Regions from separate parts of the Triticum aestivum genome. Here region 2 is linked to region 1. The links are chromatin contacts, called in public HiCAR-type maps. All regions are on one chromosome and are shown on one strand. Each heading gives the region's core, a stretch centred on a gene start, on an enhancer-like site or on the middle of the called end of the contact. The rest is flanking DNA. Distances are from core to core; before and after follow the strand shown.

Evidence for each region. HiCAR-type assays count read pairs that join an accessible place to other places.
Region 2: a contact with region 1 is called in a HiCAR-type map of leaf, with 4 times the contacts expected there. The contact joins the promoter of LOC123088275 here to the promoter of LOC123088274 in region 1. A contact is called at or near these places in 1 of 5 Hi-C or Micro-C datasets (leaf) and 1 of 1 datasets of contacts at active chromatin or transcription factors (leaf).

What each region holds. Positions count from the first base shown.
Region 1 is chr4A:709,768,659-709,775,897 of IWGSC CS RefSeq v2.1, reverse strand. LOC123088274 reads left to right here and starts at 2,526. Exons shown (of 4, transcript XM_044510470.1): 1 at 2,526-2,776; 2 at 3,686-3,830; 3 at 3,915-4,241; 4 at 4,861-5,834. The coding sequence starts at 3,687. The coding sequence ends at 5,505.
Region 2 is chr4A:710,081,565-710,088,651 of IWGSC CS RefSeq v2.1, reverse strand. LOC123088275 (cyclin-dependent kinase F-4) reads right to left here and starts at 3,667. Exons shown (of 17, transcript XM_044510472.1): 1 at 3,440-3,667; 2 at 1,873-2,269; 3 at 1,642-1,780; 4 at 1,333-1,523; 5 at 1,162-1,240; 6 at 849-917; 7 at 671-760; 8 at 435-573. The coding sequence starts at 1,340.

The DNA.
Region 1 (7,239 bases), core at 1,277-3,776:
CCCAAAACTAAGCACCTCTCCCATTGCAAGAAGAACCAATCTAGTTGGTCAAACCAACCCGATAATACGAAGAGAAATACAAAGACATCAAATTATGCATATAAGAATTCAGAGAAGATTCAAACAATATTCATAGATAATCTGATCACAAATTACAATTCATGGGATCTTGACAAACACACCGCAAAAGAATATACATCGGATAGATCTCCAAGAACATCAAGGAGAACATTGTATTGAAGCTCAAAGAGAGAGAAGCCATCTAGCTACTAGCTATGGACCCGTAGGTTTGAGGTAAACTACTCACGCTTCATCGGAAGGGCAATAGAGTTGATGTAGAAGTCATCCACGATCGAATCCCCCTCCAGCGGGATGCCGAAAAAGGCCCCTAGATGGGATCTCATGGGTACATCAGGTTACGGCGGCATAAAAGTATTTTGATGGACGCTTCTGGTCATTTGGGAATATTTATGAATTTAGAGGCCAAGAATTAGGGTTGGAGGAGCTCCGAGGGGCCCACAAGCCCTCTGGGCGCCCCCCCATAGGGCGCGCCCCTGAGGCTTGTGGCCGCCTCGGGACTCCTCTCACTTCATCTCTAAGTCCTACGGGTGTCTTCTGGTCCAAGAAGTATCATCGCGAAAGTTTTATTCCGGTTGGACTTCGTTTGATATTTTTTTTTGTAGAACTCAAAACAAGGAAAAAACAGAAGCTGGCATTGGGCTCTAGGTTAATAGCTTTGTCCCAAAAATAATTTAAAATTGTATATTGATGCATATAAAACATACAAAACAGATAATATAATAACTTAGAATAATAAAAAAGTATAGATACGTTGGAGACGTATCACCCCGCTGCTCGCTGCCGCCGCAGCAACACGCCCCGCAGCCGGGTACTGGTGCTTCAACGACGGCTCCAACGGCGGCGTGCGGCACACTGTGAGACAGGGGCGCTCCGGTCGGTGCTCTAACGACGGCGCGCGGCGAGAAGGGGCGTTCCGGCTGCTGCTCCAACGGCGACGCACGGCAAGACATGAGCGCTCCAGCTGCTGCTCCAACGGCTGCTACTCCAGCGGCGCGCGGCTCCGTCGCCCCATCAGATTCAGGTCGGGTACTAGTTGGGACCGCATCGGATGTTGTCCGGAGCTGGGCGGGACTGCGTCGGATGTTGGTTCAGCTGGCCGCCGTGTGCCGCGCGTAGCCGCAACCGCGTGCTAGACAGCTAGCTAGCTGCTAGCCGCATCCTTGCGTGCACATGCGTGCTAGCTAGCCGCGCCCATGCACATGCGGTGGCGGAGACAGCGCCGACAAACGCGAGGAGGAGAGCAGCGAGCCGAGCCATGGCGGGGCGGTGAGCTACTGCTAAGCAAGCGCGCGGGCACAACGCGGTTGTGGAGACGACATCGGTGAACGCGAGGAGGAGAGGGCGAGCCGAGCCATGGCGGGGCGGGGCGGCACTGAGCTGCTGCTGCGCGGGTGCACAGCGCGGCGCGGAGACGACGCCGTCGAACGTGAGGAGGAGAGCAGCGAGCCGAGCCATGCTGGGGCGGGACGGCGGCAAGCTGTTGCTGTGCGGGCATAGCGCGGTGCAGAGACGGTTCCGGCGAACGCGAGGAAGAAAATAGCGAGCCGAGGCGGGACAACAACGAACTGGAGGAGCTTGGGACGGGGCGTGGCGCGTCCGTTTGGGGTCCTTTCACCTCTGCGCGTTGGGCGCAGATGCTCCAGCATCTGTCAGCCCCCCGGACGTTGCCACAATCACATTTCAAACGGACAAAAAGGGATGTCCGTTTCGGGTCTAGCGTTGGAGTTGGCACTATAAGCGGACGTCATGGCAATGTGGGAGAGTGAAAAACCGACATTGACTCGAATTGGCCCGATGATGAACGACAGGACATAGAGGGCCGATAGGGATGGTTACGGGGACATGGTGTGGCCACCGAGCAAGCAAACCTTCGAGAGCGGTGAGACCCATACTCGTACCAGCCATCATCATCGTGGGCAACACAAGAGACAAGTGGCATATACTTTATCATTTCCTTTTTTTGCAAAGGCCATCATGCCTAGTTTTTTTTTGAATTTAACTTTATTATATTAACTTAGAAACAACATTGCATTGTCCACGAGCTTATCGACCAAGATGATGGCTTGGAGGCTCATCCGTCCACACAAGCGAAGTCTTCTCACAGTAATCCTAATTAGCTAGCACATGAGTCTACTTTATTTATTACTCCCTCCCTCTGTTCATTAATACTCCTTCCATCCGGAAATACTTGTAGTAAAAATGGATACAAATGAATGTATTTAGAACTAAAATACATCTAGATATATCCATTCATTGGACAAGTGTTTCCCGGATGGAGGGAGTACAAGGAATAGCTAAAAAGAGTTATATTTAGGAACGGAGAGAGCATTAGCAAAGAAAAAAAAAGGTGTTTGTATTTGAGACAAAGGAAAAACAAAGATGTGCCGTTTGACCCACGAGACAGCCGGGTCTTCGCAAATAGGCCCCTCTGGGGAAGAAGAACCGTAGCCTCTCCGGCAGCCCAGGCCCGGCCCAGTTCTTCCCCAGGAGAGGCGGAGGCCCAGCCCGACCCAGGCCCGGTCCACCCAGGAGTTCCTCCCGGAAGTCCGCGTCGCCTTGTCGCGTGCCGGCCGCGCTTCCCCTCCTCTCCCCATCACCGCGCTGTGCCCACCACACGACTCCTCTCCCTCTCTCTCCCCCACCGCACGGACGGAGACAAGCACGCAGGCGAGCAGCTCTCCGGCGACTCGGCGAGGTAAGCCCACCCACCGCCGCCGCCTCCCTTCCGGCAGCCCTCTCCTCGAGTAGCTCCCGGTGCCGTACGCCGGCGTAGCCCCGTCGCTCGACGCGTTAGGATTTGGGCGGGATCTGGCGGCGATCCGCCCGTCGGCGCGGCGGACGGGGATCGCGGGCGCAGGGCGCTCAGTTCCGCATGCCTGGGGCAGGCGCGGATCTGGGCTCCCGTGCCCTCGGATCCAATTCGATTAGGCGCCCGCGGTCCAGGCGGATTCAGGAAGAATCCGCTTCCCCCCGACCAGTTGCTGGCAGGGGCGGGGTGGGGTGGGTATCAAGGAAGGCATGTGGTTGTTCCGGTGGTTGCGCAGATCTCCCGACGGCCGGTCGTGGTTGCTGAGTGTTTTGTCACATTCGATCTGGGATCTCGGGGTGCTGCATGATTGCTGCACGATGTTTTCATGCCTGGTCTGGGACTCCCAGCTCATGCTCAGCGCAGATATCCGTGCTGGCAGTGAAACGGGGAGCAATGGACATTCTGATATATTTCGTGCTGTAGATGTTTTTCGAGAAGAATGTGACAAATGTATTGGCTTATGGTCTTGTATGCAACTCTCGTGCAGGATTGAGTAGCCACTGAAATACTAGCAAACTCTGTGCATAGTGAGAAACTGATAATAATCGGTCATTGCTGTCTGGCATGAATCATACCTAAAGCACACAACAACGATAGCGACCAGCCTTGTATGTTAACGCATACTCTGGTACTTGGAAGACTGGAGTGAACCATTGATAATAGACCGTCCTGCCTCATCTTGGTCATTGATAATAGTACATTATATGATGCATCCATTCGGTCTCCTGAGCCTCATCCTGGATCGATCACATTTCTGTTCTGTGGTTAATGTTTATTTTATATGGCTTCTCCCAGGATGGAAATGCTCTTCAGCAGCCTGTTCTGTGACTCAGCATCATCGGAGAACTTCTCTGGCCATCCGGGTGTTGAGAAATGCCCATTCCTGAGGAACATCAATGGAGCTACAACCTTTTCATTTTCTTCTGCTTTGCCTGTGGCTGTAAGATCTGCCTCTTTTGTTGTTTTGTGATTACAGTGACCAAAGGTTGTGCAATTTTCCTTGACAACATGTGTTGTTCTGCAGGCTCGAGGAGGCAAGGGCCCCATCTTTGAGGATGGACCAGGCTTTGAGTCGGCATTCAAGCTTTTCCATGGACAGGATGGGATAGTTCCCCTTTCAGGAAGATCATATGTGCCTGATGAGTACCACAGTGAGAGCACTGATGTCAAGCCCGAACCTGCCCTTCCCTTTAATCCATTGGCTGCTAGAGCCGCTACCATAAGCCTATCAGCATTTGGACCATTTGGGTTTAACTTCTTTAATGGCAAGGGCAAAAAGCAGAACAAGAAGCCCAACAATCTAGACCAGTCACAGAAGAAGCCTAACAAGCCAGATCAGAATTCCATGAAAGTAATGCCCCAGTTCCCTTCTCATTCTCCCTCTTTATTTGCAAAATCTGAGTGATTTCTTCCTGTCTAACTGCCCTGCAAATAAGGAACCATGAGCCACATGACACACAGCTTTACTGTAACTGTAAGAGAAATGTAAAAGTTATTAGTTGATTTAGAAATAGCAAGGAGCTTTTAGTACAGCATAAAAACCAAGTTCTGATTGGTTAAGTTTTCACTACATTAGCAACATTCTGAGAGTATTAATATTGTATAAGCAAAGGAAAAAATACCTCTCATTTGGTATTCTCCATAACGCAAGACTCGATATGTAATGTTTGTTAGGCTCTGCATATGTTATCCTTTGTGCTCCCTTACTTCCACTTCCATCTAAACTGTGATTCCGTGCGAACTGCGACTTACTATGCATTATTGTCTGCCAAGTTCCAAGTTCATGATTATTTTTTTCTAACGACTGTGTCAATTTTCTTTTCTTTGAAGCTATTAGTCTTTGATTTCTTTTCCATGTTTAGCTTCTTTCAATAGTTAAGTGCTTGTGTTGATTAGAAATGCACTGCTGTGTAACCAAGATTTTCATATATTCAATAGTTTGCTCATGTTCCCCTCTGTATTCTTTTCAGCAAAAAGGAGGCAACCCACCGTCCCACGAGGCAATGAGTGATGAATGGCTAGAAAATGGACAGTGCCCACTCGCTCGGTCTTACCGGGCAATGAGTGGTGTTCTGCCCCTTGTCGCCAAGGCACTACAGCCACCAGCTGGTATGAAGCTGAAGTGTCCGCCTGCAATTGTTGCTGCACGAGCAGCCCTTGCACGCACAACCCTCGTGAAGTCTCTCCGTCCCCAGCCCCTGCCTGCAAAGATGGTAGCCATCGCAATGCTCGGGATGGCAGCAAACGTCCCTCTAGGGGTGTGGCGCGAGCACACCAAGAAATTCTCCCCCCAGTGGTTTGCAGCAGTCCATGCCGCCGTTCCGTTCATTGCGATGCTGAGGAAGTCCGTCAACATGCCCAGGACCGCGATGGTGTTCACCATAGCAGCCTCCATCCTCGGGCAGACCATCGGGTCGAGGGCTGAGCGCATCCGCCTGAAGACTCTGGCTGCAAAGGGCACCACCAGCCCCGCCACCACAGTCACTATCATGTATCCAGACAAGAGCGGCAGCTGCAGCGATGCCGAGGGCAAGGTGTGGGATCCTCTTGCGCTGAAGATGCCTGGCTCTGCTAACGCCGGCGCTCCTGCACCAACCCCTAGCATGTGCTTCTAACCGCGGAATTAGCGGCCAGGTACCGATTTCTATTTATCGTGTATGTAATTGCCTTGCCTGTTCCTAGAAAGCAGAGCTGTTGCGATGTTTTCTGAGGATGAGGCAAGTGGAATAAGGTGATATAGTACCATGTCCTGTTGTGAACCTGTCATGGTGTAACGTCAGTCCATGCATCTGTCATCTGATGCTGATATATATCTACCCAGAAACAAAACAATTATATTGTGGTTGTCCTTGAAGCAATTTGTTATGCCGTGTCTGAAACTTTGGTTGTTGCAGAATAAAGCTTCCCCCCTATATATATACGAGATGTATTTTAACAGTGCAAATTCATGCCTTGACTGTAGACCTATACGGCATTTTTTTTCTTGCTAATGGTTACAAAGGCACAATCGTGAGAAAGTAATTCACTATCACAAGAAAGTAATTTCGGGCACAATGCCTTTTATATAAGTTCTGTACAGGCAGTGTGTACATTTTTGGTCAGAGATTGGATATCGACAGTCCATTAGCATATCATAGTACTGATCTATTGGAGCATCTCCAATGGATAATGTAAAATACATCATCAATTTGTGGTGCTTTGAGTAAAATTTACATCACCAAAATTGGTCTTTTACATCATCAAAAACCTCCAGCTTCAACAGGTGATGTAAAATAAGTGTTGCAAAATACATCACGGTTGTCTTGTGGGTGCCATATTTTACATCATCTCTTGGAGCACTTGGTGATGTAAAAATAGCATTTGATGATGTAATTTTTGCTCCAGCCGTATGGCCTCTGTTGATATAAAATTTGCTTGACAGCATTTTGATGGCCTTTTTTTACATCACGCCCTATATTTTTTTTGCATGGTAATACATGTCTCATTTATATCATAAGAATCATAGTACAAGCCACGTACATACCAACCTGACAAAACTGAAAAGACAGCAAAACGCTAGCCTTTGCACACAGGAACACCAGCCAGGAAGTAAAATTACAAACAAGACTTCCTCTGTGCTTGACACCAATGCCTGTCACCTGCCGGTGATACCACCATAGCAGCCACCAAAGGAGAACATGACGGATCACCTCCACACCCGAGCTCGACGCGGCTCCAGCGCTGATATGCAGCTTTGCGGACCTCTAAGGTGGCTCGCCAATAAAGGCGAAGCCATTGCCGTTGAACGAATCGGACTGGGGCAACACCCCAGACACGCCATCGAACTCCAGATCTGGCACCCCCGCCCAACTAAGATGTTGGAGGAAAAAACCATACCTACCTGCCACGAACCACGAACCCAGATCCACCATCTTCCAGATGCCGTCGATGCATACTACAATCTGCATCCGCTCCTGGACTACCTCCCAAGCTCCACGCTGGCGCTGGAGCAAACGCCGTCGCAACAGCAGAGCCCAAGGACACAGTGTCACGTCCAATATGCGATACTATCCTAAAGAGACTCGAAGGTCCCACCAAGGATAGAACTGCATATTGAAACGCTTTTGCAAGGTGTGGTTGGTCTTGGAATGGACAACGATAACAACGGAGAGACACGGCAACTACGAACGGATGCAAGCTTTATGAAAACATGCAGATGCAATGCGCATGATGCTATGAGATGAAATGCAAGACATGAATAAAATGCAAAACAAAAGACAAAAACCCAACCACGAAGGAAATAACATATCGCATCTCCGGAAAAGGCAAGAGTTGGAGTTACAATTATGGAAAGTTGCATCCGGGGCGTT
Region 2 (7,087 bases), core at 2,418-4,917, 310 kb before region 1:
CTACCTTTACATATATATCCCACATGGTGCACACTTTCTGTCAAGAGCAAGGGAACGCATAATCAATTAAAAAAAAGGATCAATAAAACCGCTCAAAATGTTTTTTAGCAGTGTTAGCCTTGTCGGTCAATGGCCGACTGGATGGTTACCATCCACAGCTACTAGACTTGATTTCTTGAGTTGTTCAAACTAAAAATTGCATGAAACCACAGCTTCTGACAAGGAGCATAGGTGGAAAGATGAAAAACAAAAGATGTTCTCAAACTGTTCTTTTTTAACCACACACAACACGAGGGATGGATACTGGTAACGCTCTTTTATACACTTCTTCAAGTATCGGTCTAGGCTCTAACACTAGACCACATAAATAAACATAGACCCACAATTACAATAAACATTATTAACAACTCCAGAGTCCAGGGAGTATGCCATACCAGGCTTAAGGTCACGATGAAAGTATCCACGTTGATGCATGTGACTAAGAGCTTGAAATACTTGAAAGCACCAGTTCCGGATCTCAGTCTCCGAAAAAGGCTTGCCCTTGCTCTTCATCAGCTGATAGAGATTGCATTCCTAACAACCCCACGTAGAGCACATAAAACATTAGTCAACTTATACTGATTATAAAAACAAAACAAAAACCTCAAAACAAAATATCAATAGTCTGTACCATGTATTCAAAAACAAAGAACAACATGTCATTCTCTCTTATGACCTCCTTGAGCTTCACAATGTTTGGATGGTTCATCCTTCGGAGGGACTGTTGAAGTTGAAACATATACATTTAATCAAATGAAGTGAAGGAAGCCATGATGCAATATGGCTACATGTTATGTAACATCACATACCTTCACTTCACGGAGATTGATGCACTCCTCCCAAGAAAAATATTTTTTCTTCATTTTCTTGATTGCGACCTGTGAAGAACAGGCATATGCATATATGTCAACAAGGTGAAAGAAAATCCAGGTATTGCAGTGGCAACATAAGAATATCTGCTAGTCGTGAAGATATATCAGAGTGTAACAATGCAAACTGAAAAGGAAGTGTTTCACATTATTTAGTAGAAATATAATAAACAGCCCCAGGCTTGCTAACCTCCAGCACAACAATGCAAAAAGTAATGCATAACATGCAAATATTGGGCAAGTAGTGACATACCACTTCCCCACTTTCTTTATTGATTGCACGCCAAACACTACCAAACGTACCATCACCCACTTCCGTAATAATGTTATACCTGTATCGCAAATATAAGAAAAAAAGTTAGCAAGTATGTACAGTGTTGGAAGCTCATTGTCATCTGGCAAAAGAGGGAAAGAGTCAACTCACCTCTCCATTTTATTAGCTAGAATGCAAAGCTGTCCTTATTTTTGAACAGTCCTATAAACACAAACAAGACTCATACGCGTATTGCCGGAATGTCTTTGGAGAGTAGATCACCAAAGTCACTGCAGGCTTTTTTCAAACGTCTGTAAGCAATACCCATACTTTGTGACAAATAAACTTGGAACACCTTTGCCCTGAAATTAAACAGGGTGGATTAGATCGTTGGAAGAAATGCTAATGTTCACATTCCTAATTATGCTTCATGGCTGAGTCATGCATTGTCCTGCTTAAATTCAAAACTTTCAAGCATACCCTCACGTTACGCCATCAGAAGTGAAGCCTGATGAAGAACAGTGCACACTATACACACCAAAGATCAAGCCGTACAAACTGAAAACTCGCAGTGATAGAGGAGAAGAGAGCTGACAGAAGCAAAGAAAACCAGAACCTGCTGAGAGCGAGAGATACATGAGACAGTGACAATAAAAACAGAAAAGTGCCATGAAAATTATTGTGCTACTGGCTTCTCGGATAAGAGCATACCTAGAGCTTGTAACCGACAAGGAGGATCTACGGGTTAGATCCCAAGTGTCCAAAGAAGTTCTGATGGTAACTTTTGCTGGCTGACCAGTGCCACGGCAAAAATTACGAAAATGTTGCCAGAGAAGAGACGCACCATGCTCGAATAGATGTGCACCGCAATCACTAGTCGGCCCTAATGTCCAGTAGCATGGGACCAGGCACGGTAGTCGCTAAGCCAGGTGTGTTCTTCAGGTGCAATTGACGAAGGAGATGACAAGGAAGTCTCCGTAAAGACAAAATCTCCAGCCAAGAACTTGCTCAAGCAGCGAGACGTGGGATACAGGGGAACTTGCATAGAGGGTGCGCTCCATATCCTTTCTGAGAATGCTAGAAACCCAGAGGCGAATGGTGTTGAAACCTGCAAATACAAAAGTTGTTCGTAAGCAACAGACCTATAGCTGAAAGCGTGTGACACGAGGTGGTAGCCCAATACATCAGAGCCAAACTTAGCAGACGACAATGGAATGCTGCCATGGTAAACCCCGTTTCTTCAAAGCAACAGCCCCATAATAATAGTGTTTCTCCAAAAGAAAACTCACAGTTTGGTCTAATCAAACCTTCCGCTAATTATGGTGACTCATTATACTAACAGCATAAGCATGATCAGAACATCATGCGACGAGTCAGGATATAACAAAGTAACCAAAACACGTAACCAGCACAACAACCATGTGTTCCCGTCATCCATTCCTTCTTCCTACCTTCAAATTCACGCAAGTAATGCCAACTGTGATGGCAACTTAACACCACCGAACGAATTCCCCGCACAATTCACTGACCAGACACAGGCTGTGATCCCCCCTGCCAAACTCCCCCGGATTCTACCAGCAACACCAGCAGCCAAAACCAGCGAATCTCGCGTCGATCTGACCAAACCCCCTACCCATATCCTAGACCGCGCTAGCGCCGACAGAGCCACAGCCGTGCGAACCCCACCAACATCGACCCGTGCTTGCATCATCCATCAGTACCTACAAATCCGCGCAAGGAAAACAGCACGATGCACAGCTGAATCGCTGCAGGATTCATCAAAGCAGATGAGCCGGACGAAACTATGCCCGTGCCACCACCCACTGCTACAGTATAATAGAATCATATATATGGATCAAATATATAGCGCCCAGACCAGAACACGTAGCCGAATTCGCCTAAATCTAGGAAACTAGTGGTGAACACCAGCACCGCCGAGCGCATAATTCACCGGCCAGGCACGCACCGATTCCACCCGCCAAGCCCTCCCCGGTTTTACCAACAACGGCGGCGACCCAGCCCGGCGAATCGCGCGCCGATCGGACCAAACCCTCCCCCCCGGATCTCAGACCCCCGCGCCGCCGCGACCGAGCCGCAGCCGCGCGAATCCCACCGGCCAAACCCGAATTATACACTCAAACAGTCGCCCAAACCCCTCCCGCGCCGATCCTACCGAGCCGCCGCGCCGGAATCGGATTCCGGGATCGCGCGGGGACGGGAACATGACGTAGCAGAGCGGAGCGGAGAGAACCGCGTGGCGTGGCGGGACGGCAAGTACCTGGGCGCCTCTCGGCATAACAACGCGCCGCCGCCGCCGAAGGACGCGCCCGCCGCCGTGGGGGGATCCAGCGTGGGGGGAGGGGTCAACACCGCGGCAGCGCCGGCGGAGGTCTTCTCTGCTCGGTGGTGGATTGATTTTTCTCCTCTGCCTCTGCCTCTGCCTCTCTCTCTCTCTGTCTGCTTCCGTCTCGGCGTGTCCCTCTTCCTCTCGTTATTTATCCCGTCCGTCGGTGGGTCCGACGTGGCGGCCGCCCTTTTGTATATTGACCCCTGAGGAACATGGGTTTCGCAGAACGGGGCTCCCCGCGGTTCCTTTCGGCCCACGACGAGGAGGACGGGTCCGCCTCGGCGACGCCTACGCGTGAGGTGGATGAACGGATGGTCTCCCCTTCCACGTGCCCGCCAGCGATATTTTTCTGCTCTGGGGTTTCCAGGAAGGAAAGCTCCGTTGTTTGTTTATTGTCAAGTGGCGACGAACGCCCGCCGACTACCATGACAGTAACTTTCTAGTTAGGTTAACTAAATAAGGCAGGTTTAGATTTACCTAGATCCTGCATATCCTTGCCTTTGAGAAACGGCAAGGGCCTACTTCATTCGTACTCCCTTCGTCCGAAAATACTTGTCATCAAAATGGACAAAAAGGGATGTATCTAGAACTAAAATACATCTACATACGTCTCCTTCTATTCATTTTGTTGACAAGTATTTCTGGACGGAGGGAGTATGATTCCAAAAACGAACAAGATATAAAGGGGGGAAAAGAAGCCAGATTTGCAAAAAAATTATGGTCTTTAGGATTGTGTTTGCACCGTCCAAGGAATTCGAGTGGATGAAAACTGTGAGTTTTTATATAGTGGAAATGGAGTAGTTGTCGTGGAGAATCACCGTGACTTTATTATTGTATTAAACCTACAAATCAAACAAACCTCATCTATGAAGTAGGATTTCCGCCCTCCGATTTTCTAAGAATTCTTTTTACGATGAAAATTTTCAAAAAGATACTCCATGGTTTGAATATGAAGAAAGGTCGTATAATTATTTGTCCCGTTATCAACCCTTTTATTAATTAGAATGACGCCTCTCACTTAAGAGCAGAGTGTAGTATAACCTCTGGGTGAGAAAACACAGGAGGATGCGTAGCCTCCCTCAAACCTGCAGTTGGATTCCCACTTCACTGTTTTTTGGATCGTGTTTGCACGTCCAATGAATTTGAGTGGATGGAAATTTTGAGTTTATGTTGTGTATAAATGAATTATTATTTTCCGTACAAATTTAACCATAACTGAGTAAAGAAATGCATAAAGAAACCTCACACTTTTTTCTTTCGAACCATGCAAGAGTAGAAAAACAATTAACCAAAATCAAAACTCTACAAGAGCTGCTGAGACTAGTGGATTTTCCATCTCCACGCACCCAGTTTTTCCTCTCTCTCTCTCTCTCTCTCTCTCTCTCTCCATAAATATCTCTGTGTCCAAATGAGAAAAGGAGAAGAAAGATGCACGCAAAATAATATAGCACTACAGTATATAGAAGAAAACATGTCATTGTCCATTCGCCAAAAAGAAGAAGAAGAAGAAAACATGTCATTATCCCACCACGCACAACACCGTTGGAGAGATTCAATAATGGCGAATGGTCCATGCCCACCTTGCCTTGTTTAAGCCGTTTGACCGCGAGATTAGGAATGAGATTACAGCTTTGATCCGATCTTAATTCCAGGACAACAACACGCATATATGCATGCGCCCACTTGCGCAGAGGATATTTTTGTGCCAAGAAAAACTTGCACCATTCGTTCATTCGTTCATGCTTGCGTGCGCCCATCTGTCGTCGATCGGCTCGTGCCTTGACAATGTGGATCAATTATTGTTAAAAAGTGTGAACGATTTGACGAATAATCAAATTTGTTCGATTTCCTGATAAAATATTTAGATGGTGCCGTCGTGCCGCGATTGTTTGTAGATGGAGGCGGGGGAAATTAGTGTTATCCTGGCCGGTTTAATTAGGTTGCGAAGGTATTATTAGTGGCAGTGCATGGATGCATAGTTGGTTTGGTATTGTTTGGTATGTTTTGGTAAGGCCATGAGGTTGCTGGTCTGGCTGCACGCCACCGCGGCAACGAGTGTTCTGCCTGCCGGTTTGAATGGCCTGTGTTGGTTGGGGTTGGCCCGCATGATTAGTTCGGATCACGCTTTACAGTCAGGGCCGCGTCACTGCCGCGCGTTTCCTCTTGTTTATAGCTTCTCGTATCTGCAAATGATTTCCATTGTTATTATACTAAGTACTGTACTTTACTATGGCAGTTAACACGAGGTGGGGCACGTTGTTTGTCCCATCTAAACCAAACAGGGAGGGACTTATAGGGATTTAAAGTGGGCATTTGAGACTTATGAAATAAGAGGGTGTTCGTTTCCGGGGACTTATTGATTTAGGGACTTAAAAAAGTCCTAGGACTTATGAACCAAACAGGGCCTAAGCACCGCCGCAATCCATTCCTTGGAGGGCCTAATTAAAGTAGTACTACATAGGTAATAATTTTTTAATAGTTTTATTGCACAAATGCCCGTGTGTTACAATGGGAGACAAAAAACCCTCACTTCACTAATGCAATGGCTCACATCGCCAGATATTACGACATCAACAAGCTCCTCGAAATCCTCCACGCTGTTACATGAGAAACAATATAATATTAAAAGCGTTGTACAAAGATCCTCTATCTTTTTATAATATAATAAAGAAAAGTGCAGAGTTTGTGTCGCACATAGCAGGGACTTCGGGTTCGACAGCTTGTACTTTGGTGACGAGTGCTTCTGAGTCAAGCGGAAAAATAAGAGTAACGATTTATTTTATTCTCGGGAATATATAGCATATGACCCCAAAAAATTATGACTTTTTTATTGTGATTTAGACATAGTTTCTTTTGCGTGTGTTATACATAATATTTTTCTCTTGAATTAAACAATTTCGATACGTCAAATATTAGTATTACAACATCATATCTTAGTTCTTCACATCAACAGTTTTGATATAAAGTAGTAGTTCAACCGTGGCATGTGCAGCTAAAAAAACACCTACCAATTCAGTTAAAAATGAATCGGTTCAACAAATTTAGACACAAAGAAGAAATTCAGCGGCTAATTAACTGAATAAGCCTCAGACAAAGTAGGAAAATTATGATATTTTTGGAGCATAATTAAAAATTGTCTCTCGGTATACGAGGAGAAGTAACTATTGATACTAAATTTTCTTGTCGAATATCTTATTGTTCTTAAAGAAAGTATAGTCTACTTTGATTGGAATTTGATTATACTTTACTTTAACTTTAATCTTATGTCCTGTTTTACTGGTTAAATTTTTATGTTTAAGCCCTATAAGCTAATTTTACAGAAATCAAATATATGTACTACTTTAATTTCTTTTTTATTATTTGGAAATACATATATAAATCAACTTGTATTCTTTATGCACGGGCATGTCTGCTCATGCCTTCCAATGCGATGGGCGCCACACCGTCTGATCTGGGAGACCGGCCGCACATGTGATGATGATCCGATTGCATGCTACTGTCATGTCCGCCATGGGTGATGCTGTGTAAGCCGCGCGTTAGTACATCCTATTAATTTTTTTTGAATCACTCAAAATCTTG